3 separate regions of the Mus musculus genome follow, and regions 2 and 3 are each linked to region 1. A link is a contact called in public Hi-C data. All regions are on one chromosome and are shown on one strand. Each heading gives the region's core, a stretch centred on a gene start, on an enhancer-like site or on the middle of the called end of the contact. The rest is flanking DNA. Distances are from core to core; before and after follow the strand shown. Region 1 holds the start of Cop1 (COP1, E3 ubiquitin ligase). Region 2 holds the start of Gorab (golgin, RAB6-interacting). Region 3 holds the start of Prrc2c (proline-rich coiled-coil 2C).

Region 1 (3,031 bases), core at 380-2,879:
CAGTAACTATATTGCGTGGATTATTTCACGAGTACAGAGTTTCTAACAACTGTTCCAAATTTACAGCGATTTAATTCCCAACACTTAGGAATGTGTATAATAATCCAGTTTTATGTATATACTCCAAGTGTATGCTTATCCAGGACCATAAGGTGCCCATCTCTTATTCCCCCTTGGGTTGCCGCTCTCTGTGGTCCAGTGACAGAAGGAATAAGGACAGTAGCCCTAAGTACTGTATCCCTAATCAGAGGATAAAGGAGCCTACAACAGATGCATCATCAGACTGGTAGACATCAGACACGTTGAATTCTATCTGCTTCATGTCCAGACAGAGGCTCTGACAAAAGTTGTCCTCCTAAACCGGCCAGGTTTAGACTTAGTTTTCATTTCCCAGGGGAACTAGGCGAGTATTGCTGCTTCAATGCCAACAAAGACGGAGTTATCAATGAGGTTTTACAAAAGGTTGGAGATAATTTAGATAAGTGACATCAGGGACAAGAAGCAAATAATTTCTGGTACTATAAAATGTTTGATTTGAAAGAGTAATAAAGACAAAATTCTAGGCCTTTGGGCCCAGGCTTGGGAATTTTGCCTTTGTGACTCAATGCTCCAAGGTATGCTAATCATAAAACAGATATCAACATTCCTCCACCCATCAGCTTCCTGGGTTCAAAGAGTGTTAATTCAAAGAAAGTCACCCTGACCATTGCTGGAACCCACTATGCAAAGGTGCTATTGCTAGGGGCTCTTAGATTGTTAGGGGCTCTTAGAAACTGTCTTGAGAGATAACCTGACACTTGTGACTTTGTACTTCCTTGTGACTCTTAACTGGTATTTTTGGTATTTTCCAACAACGCCCTTCCCACCTCCTTAAGTTGTGGTTTCTTCCTTTAAATACCCCCTAACCCAGCTACTCGGGGCGCCACGGTCCTCTACCCCTGCGTGGTGTATGACCGTGGGCCGAGAGCGCTCTTGAATAAAAATCCTCTTGCAATTTGCAGCAAGACCGTTTCTCGTTGGTGATTTTGGGGTGTCGCCTCTCCTGAGTCAGAACGTGGGGAAGTCCTCACGTTGTGGCTCTTTCAGATTGAAACCTAAGGCTTGTAACCCTTTTTCACTGCCCTGGCCCCTTACTCCTCCTAACAGGACTTCAAAATCTAAACAGAAAAAAAAAATCTAAACGAAAACAAATTATATTCCTGCCACACAATCGGGAAAAAGCGCGAAGCCGCAAGAGAACACAAGTGAGCTTAGTATTTTCCAGATAATAATCCATAGCCGCATGCGCGCTCGCTCACACGCATGCGCAACACCACTGCTCCGTACCGCCGCAGTTTTAGCTGGGCAATCCGCCAGCGTCCACCCGGGGCACGCTTAAGCAGTTGCTTTTCGAGCGTTCCCGGTCCACTAGACCAGATTCCCCGTCCTTTCCCCTTCCACCCTTTGGCTCCATGAAAACGGCCATCTCTCTACTACGTCAGAAAGGAAATCAGCTTTCCACTCGGAGAACTACACGCTCGGCATCTCCGTACAGCCCGGCGCCGGCGCCGGCGCCTGCGCGCGCAGCTGCTCCGCTGCCCCGCCCCTTCCGCCGCTCATGCGCAAGCCCGACCGCCTCGGCGCGCCCGGGTTGGCTGCCCCGGCGGCCTCCTCGGCAGTCATGGCTCCTCGGATGTGATAGTTTCCCCCGCCCCCTCGCGTAGGACGCGGCGGCGGGGCGGCGGTGGGAAGCCTAACTTTATTGTTCCCCCGGCCCGTCTCCCGGCGCGTCCTCAGGATGCTCGGGAGCTGAGCGCCGGGGGCGGCGGAGGGTCGCGGTCTGTCCGGGCCCTCGCCTCGGAGCGCAGGGCCAAGGGAGGGAGTCACGATGTCAGGTAGCCGCCAGGCCGGCTCGGGTTCCGCTGGGACGAGCCCCGGCTCCTCGGCCGCCTCCTCGGTGACTTCCGCCTCCTCGTCCTTATCCTCGTCTCCGTCGCCGCCGTCCGTGGCGGCCTCGGCGGCGACGCTGGTGTCCGGCGGCGTGGCTCCGGCCGCGGGCTCCGGCGGCCTCGGCGGCCCGGGGCGGCCTGTGCTGGTGGCGGCCGCGGTGTCTGGCAGCGCGAGCGCCGGCGGGGCGGTGTCCGCGGGCCAGTCCCGGCTCAGCTGCGCGGCCAGGCCCAGCGCCGGCGTTGGAGGGAGCAGCTCCAGCCTCGGCAGTAGCAGTAGGAAGCGACCTCTGCTCGTCCCGCTTTGTAACGGGCTCCTCAACTCCTACGAGGACAAAAGCAACGACTTCGTCTGGTGGGTTTGCATAGCAGCCCCTGCGTGCATGACCACGAGTTTCTGCTGCTGAGCCTGGCGGGGTCCCGTGGAGGGAGGCCTGTTGGAGGTGCTGGGATTCGAACCTAGAGAGTTGAGTGTTTGCAGAGTTAAGGTTCCCGGTTGGGAGGTGGAGCTGGACTGGGATCCTTAGGCAAAGTGGTGAAATGGGATTGCACAGAAGTGGGTGCTGGTGTCCAGGAACTGAAGGCATTTAAGGGAGTGCTTAAGGATAAAGATGGAGGTCCAGTAAGTGGTTATTAGAAAGGAAGTATTCGGGGTAGGAGGTTAAATCCCTTCTGGTTTTTGTTTTTGTTTTCTTTCTTTTTTTGGCCATCTAGTGGACGAAGTATCAGTCAGGAGTAGTTCATGATTTTCGGAGGTAGAAGACTAGTTAGTGCCTGGTGATTCTGAGGTGTGGGATTGCTGGTCAACACTATATTGTAAAAAAGTAGATGGTGCTCGAAACCTGGTTGGTGATGCTTTACGAAGTTATTTTTGCCCATCCTGCGTTGGAATATGAATTTGAATAGATAGGACACTTGTAATACTGTTAATAATTTTGTAGTCAAAGTTTGTTCACACCCAATTCCAGGTTTCAACTGTTGGAAAAAGGGAAACACATTTTTAGTGTTTCTGTGTTGTATGGAACGATCGCAGCGCTGTGTATACACTGGAATCTCTGACTTGAGAAACGCTTTTACAGTCATTGCATCACAGCTGGCATCTTGAG
Region 2 (3,031 bases), core at 158-2,657, 4.2 Mb after region 1:
GACATCTCTAAGGCAGACGTTGTGCTTCATGGCAGGTTAGCATTCCCCATGACAAGGACGGAAGAGGCCCCTGGACCAGACAACACACCTGATTCAAATACTGAGAACTGAGTCAGATCAGATCTAGGTGCCTGCATTTGTACATATAGGTATATGAATGGAGAATGAGTTACAGAAGGAAAGAACCTGAAAACAGCCAGCTGGACAGAATCAGTTGGAACACATCTGACATGATAATTCCATGACAGTACTAAGAAAGATCAGCCAGTCCAGTCTTCCCCACATTGACCCCATGTTAGTAATTTACTTCCTTCTGCACCTGTCAGTCCTAGATAATTCACATATCTAGGCTAAATATTCCAAGTACCCAAGACATATCCAGATATCTCACAAACTATAGACATGGAAGAATTTAATTTTATCCTTAAGGTACTTTTTAAAATGTTGCCAAGAGTGGCACAAAGTTCTCACAGAAGTGATGGGCATTTCCAAGCCTACCACAGACATTTTTGTGAAATTGCAATCACAGGTCAAGAGCATTTTACATCCTTTCCTACCAAGTACTGGAAAACTTAATAAATCAGAAGCAGCGTTATCGCAAGCCCATACAGTGATCTATAATTATTCCAGAAAGCCCCCCGCCCCATCCGGGGCAGCAGATTTCCACTGTCCCTGAAGGCAGAAGAGACAGACATGTAAGTGCACTGTGCATGTACACACAAATACACACACGCACTTCAAATCTAACCTCTCGAAAAGTCCTTTTAGTTTGCTGACTCCCAAGAACTGGAAAGAAATGCAAACTCATCTGGTAGCCAGAAGTAAAGGCAATGCGGATGGATCATAAATACCACTTCTTCTGCGTTGATTCACTCTCATGACACCTTTCCCAAATATCTGGTTTTATAAGTTCACAATTATGATGCTGTATATGCAGTATTAGTCTTCATTCACCCTGAACCCAAGTTTACAACCATTGGTTTGGGTTAAAAGCCTCCCTTAGGGGCCATTCAGGTGGTGGCTTCGCTTTCTCTTCCTAACCTCATTCCTTTTTACAGGAAAACATCAAATCATCAGAAAACAGATGCTAAAAGAGAAACCCCTGGGCCGTCCCTCTGGCCTCTGCAGCAAAGACACCTAGGGAATCCCACCACCCCTGTCCCCCAACTTGGAGTTCCAGCCCCCACGCCCCCTCGCCCACTAAGACGGCCTCCTGTCCTTCAGACTCGAGACTCCACACCCGCGCGCAAGTACACCTTACCTTTATTCTGCTTTAGTCTCCTCAGCTCTTCCTCAGAGAAGCCCGCCCAATCCTGAGCCATCCGCCTAGCCCTGGGCACCCAAAGAGTGCCCAAATCTCCGCGCGCAGACTGCCAACACAGCTCCACAGGCACATCCGGGTTCCTTCAGTGGCGCGGCGAACAGCCAATCAGCGTGCCGAACTGTGGCGCTAGGCCTCCCTCTGCATTCAGGGACCCGGTACCTGTGGGGCTGCCCCGAGCGATGCCTGAAAGCCTGACTCGGTGGACTACAAAAGCACGGCCTTCGCTTCCACTCACAGGCCTCTGCTACACGTTCCAGTTCTTCTTGCTTTATATCTTTGGGGGGAAGTGGGGGTTATGGGAATATGAGGAAGGGTTGAGGAAAACAGGTAGAGCGGCAGTGACAGAGGAGGCCTACAGGTCGGAACTGCCTGACTAGCTGGGCGGAGCCTGTATTGCCTGGGAGGTGGGCGGTACCGGAGCATCCTTGGCTTGTAGGTTCTAAGTCATGGAGAAACAGGGTGTAGGGTTGAGATTTAAGCATTGGCCAGTTCACTTCTAGACAATAACATCTAGCAGATTTCGATTTCTTGTTTCTATGATGAATGAGTCTAAGAACCTAATCCTTATGCCAAGATATTTTGCTGGTCTCCTCCTGCCTATAGAAGTCCCTCAACACACCACACTCAAGTCCTAAATGGTGATTTTTTTTTCTTTTGTCTAAAGCTATCTTCTTGAGCTTCCATTTCTCCGTTTTAAGCAGAGTTTAGAAAATTAGAAGATGCAAAGCTTGTCCATGTATGTGTAGGTCAGCGTTTTTTAAACCATTTCTTTTTTTCATTATTTTTACTAAAAACAACTGAAAACATTACATTGGCTACATTGAAAATTTTTTTAAAGAATATTAATTTTCGACTCGAGAGTCAATATTTTTAATCAAGTTGAAGTAAAGGAGTATACTGGAAAATAAAATATGACACCAGCAATTGAAATGAGCAGTTCAGTTATATAAGTATCAGAAAAAAGTTTGACATCTTTCTTGTAATCTTTGAACTTTGAAATGTAACAGGTTTTCCAAAATTCAAGGATGCCACACATGCTTATCTTAAAGATGAGTTTATTTTCAATATATTTGAAAGGCAAAATACCATCCAAAAGGATTAGTTTCGTTCAAGTTTTGAACATAGACTAAATGTGTAAACAGATATACATTAACTCCAGAATAGAATGTATTAGTCACAATCTGGTAGTGGATTCAGCTTGCCCTCTGCACACAATAACCATTTACTAGTGACTCAACAACAATTTTAAACCTACTTGTGTGCTTTCTGTTACATTTTATTTATACATTTTCTATAAGACAAGATTTATCACTAATCTTAATAGAGTCAGTAATTATGGTATTTTAAAAGGTTTTGCCTTGCTTGTGAATGCAAATCAAGGCACCAGCAAGAGATAATAAAAGCCAATAAAATACATCTGTATAAAATTATACTTTCCCCCTTGCAACATTCCAAATCTCCTATTTGTTGTTCTGTTGGCCCTTCCTCAAGGAGTTCACTTTTGTCAAATGCTGTAGGAGATACTGGTGGGAACTAAGCTCCAGAAGTCTTTGCTCTGTGGGAGTTCTTGGTTCTGAGTTGAGAGAGTATCTCAGTTGAGAGTTTTGCTGGAAGTCTCACTCACATTATACTAACTATATTTAAGGGGAAATTTTCCCCATTTGTGTAGTAAATTTGGATCCTACCACCATATACACAAAGGGTATT
Region 3 (3,031 bases), core at 302-2,801, 3.5 Mb after region 1:
TAAACCAAGTATAAGAGCTCCTTCCTCAAAGACTAGGATCAAAAAGGATAATGTATATAAAGGTCTTGAGAGCATACAGTTAGAGGTTAAGTAATGAGAGATCAGCCAGCATTCTATGTTCTTCACACACACCTACAGACACCCCCCCCAAAAAAACCCAAAAGCTTATTATGACAAATTCATCCCAGAAAAATCATATAAAAACTTCTTTTCTATATGCAAACTCAATCTATTTCTAATTTTTGGAGAATCAATGCATTTGGAGCCAGCCAGAAAAGATGCTGCAGTGCATCTGTGACACACACCTAAAAATGGCTCCAGCCAAAGCAGCATCTTAATGACCAACATGGAAGCTTAAATCTACTTTTAAAAAATGCTAGAGGTCAGACGTGGTGGCCGCTTCATACCACCCTCTCTGTAACGTCTATTAGCGGGAATTGACTCCTGAGCACTCGATGAAGCAAGCATCTTCCGATTCTTCTGGTGCATTCCCAAAGAGAAACCCTAACAGGAGGGCCGCCTACTGTACAATTCTAAGTATCCTGCTGGGGTATGAATTTATGAACCGAGGTTGAAGACCAGCCAATGCGGAAATCCGGGTAGTTTTAAGAGTCAGGAATTACTAGGCAAGTTGGATCCCCCCACCCCAAAGATCTTGAACACACTTCAAACAAATATACATCCCCTTTAAAGAGATCAGAGCGGTCCTTATATGCAAAATCAAGCAAGAGTCCTCACTGGCTCCCATGCTATTTTTCTTCGGTCTTAACTAGGGTCTCTACTCTAGCAACCAGTAATACTAAACGCTCTCTCTGAAAATCAGGCAGCAGCCGAGCCGTATTCCCACAAATGCCGGGCTGGAGCGGCCTAGAGGGAGGAAAAGACTACTCAAATCCTCCAAGAAGTTGTTCAGCTTGTCCCCAGCGGAAGTGGGGTTCGTTGGTCCTGGGTCCTGGTAGAGCCTCTACGACCGCCCTGGACTACACACCGCTGGCTGCAAACGCCAGCCATCACCACAGGAGCATCCGCAGGCACTAAGAGCGCTCGGAGCCGCCACGGGCACCGTCCTCCACGCCGTGGAAAAACGGCGCGCGCAGGCCCCGCGCGGGCGGAGGCTCCCTCGGCCATCGCAGGGCCGCCCCGCCGCAGCACACGCCGCGCACATGGGCGACGAGCCCTGCTCCGGATCTCCGCGGACAGCACGACGCCGGGAGCCCAGGGAGAGACGCCGCGGGCCCCCAGGCCTGGCTCCAGCGCCCGTGCCTTCCCTCCCTCCTCCATCGGGCCTCTTCACGGTCCGGACGCCCTCGCTCTCCTTACCCGCCAGGGTTGAGAACCAAGTCTGCGCGCTTCCAAGGGGCTCGCCCCGGACGGATCAGGGTCAGGGGAGGGGAGATTGCCTCGAGAGACCGTCCGCAGGGCCGCTCGGTCCCGAAAGCCCGAGCCACCGCCGTACAAACCGCCAAAGCACTTTCGCTACCTCCTGAGAGGGTGAGAGCGAGCGAGAAAAAGAAGCAAGATGGCGGCTAGCCAGCCCCTACGTGCTACGTCATGACGTTGCGTACGTAAGGCAAATCTCCGCAAGACCGCCCCGGGGGGGGTGGAGGGGTTGAGGCTGCGGGGTCACGTGACAGCCTCCGCCGCTTCTCGACTGCGGCGGAGGGCAACGCTACCTCCTACTGGAAGGAGGGAGTTCGTCAAGCAGAGCCATTTCGGAGACAAAGCTTTTCCACCTGGGAAGATTCCAAAAACCTTGAGCCCTCCGTGAGGAATCACGACTTGGTTTGTCTCCGTGCATTGACAACAACTGATGGAGGAACATAAACGTTTACAACCTGCGCTTTGACCGAATGTTCTTAGGGGGGGGGGGGGGGCAAAGTGAGGGGCCATGGTGTGGTGGCAATTTGAGAAGACCGAAGTTACCTCGGAGTGAAAAAAATAATCCAAGTGTTAGGGACAAAAGCGACTGGCGTGCTTTGCTGAGGCCACCTTCGGCATTTGTAATTTTGGTGTAAAATAAGGCACTGTTTATTTCTGACTCCTCTGGCAATGTTTACCTCTTGGAACAACTACCTAACAGAGAAAACTAACAGTTAAGAGTCACTCATGCAGGCCGGGCCGTGGTGGTGTACGCCTTTAATCCCAGCACTTGGGAGGCAGAGGCAGGTGGATTTCTGAGTTCAAGGCCAGCCTGGTCTACAAAGTGAGTTCCAGGACAGCCATGGCTATACAGAGAAACCCTGTCTCGAAAGCCAAAAAAAAAAAAAAAAAAAAAAAAAGAGTCATTCATGCAGATGTTTACTAGGTAAGTGTATAGTAGAGACAAGGCAGTACCCGAAGTGAGGAAGGAAAATGATAATATTCTACCTGGGGGCTGAGCATGTACCTCAGTGCCGCGTAGTATCTTGTCACATATATGCAAGTCTCTAGGTTTGGTCTTCCTTTCCCCAACGGAAAGAAGGTAATCCACGAGTATGTGATATTTCTCTACTTTATGAGATATCTATAGTGTATAATAAATCCAAAGATTCTTGTCCTGGTCTGAGTAAACTCCTCCGCTTGCAACTGGCATGTATTCATGGGGTGATACCACAACGTTAGAACAACCATAAAATAATAGCGCAGTAACCACAAGTAACTTCTTCCCCAATTGACATTTGTGATCATTTGTTTTAGATTTTGTTTGCTTTGCATTTCTGGGGCTCGAATCTGGGGCTTGCCTTCAACATGTTAGGCAAGTGCTAATCCAACTGAACTATAACCCTTAGCCCCTTCAGAGACCTTCCAAAATGAGACATAATTTGCTGATTGATAGAACAGGACAGAGAGAGGCCTGTCTTTTCACCAAGAAAACACCTTGGTTATTTTCCCACAATCCATTAGAACCAGTCTTCTGTATCCTGGACTTGAAGTATCTTTCTTGAGCAATGCAGGATCCCTCCAACAATCAAATATGCTGACATCTACCTGGTTATGAGACTGACATGTACAAACAGAATATTAATTCATGAGTTTCTAAGAGTTGTGCATT

What was found. Hi-C and Micro-C count contacts between places; a contact is called where the count stands out from the background.
Region 2: a contact with region 1 is called in a Hi-C map of CD8 T cells, with 4 times the contacts expected there. The contact joins the promoter of Gorab here to the promoter of Cop1 in region 1. A contact is called at or near these places in 2 of 484 Hi-C or Micro-C datasets (CD4 T cells and CD8 T cells).
Region 3: a contact with region 1 is called in a Hi-C map of B cells, with 6 read pairs. The contact joins the promoter of Prrc2c here to the promoter of Cop1 in region 1. A contact is called at or near these places in 1 of 39 promoter capture datasets (pre-B cells) and 1 of 484 Hi-C or Micro-C datasets (B cells).

What each region holds. Positions count from the first base shown.
Region 1 is chr1:159,230,571-159,233,601 of GRCm38.p6, forward strand. Cop1 (COP1, E3 ubiquitin ligase) reads left to right here and starts at 1,630. Exons shown (of 20, transcript NM_011931.4): 1 at 1,630-2,280. The coding sequence starts at 1,868.
Region 2 is chr1:163,402,262-163,405,292 of GRCm38.p6, forward strand. It overlaps Gorab (golgin, RAB6-interacting), which reads right to left and starts at 1,408. Exons shown (of 5, transcript NM_178883.6): 1 at 1,262-1,408. The coding sequence starts at 1,322. Gm24940 (a small nuclear RNA gene) reads left to right here and starts at 22; the gene lies at 22-141.
Region 3 is chr1:162,739,005-162,742,035 of GRCm38.p6, forward strand. It overlaps Prrc2c (proline-rich coiled-coil 2C), which reads right to left and starts at 1,552. Exons shown (of 35, transcript NM_001081290.1): 1 at 1,321-1,552.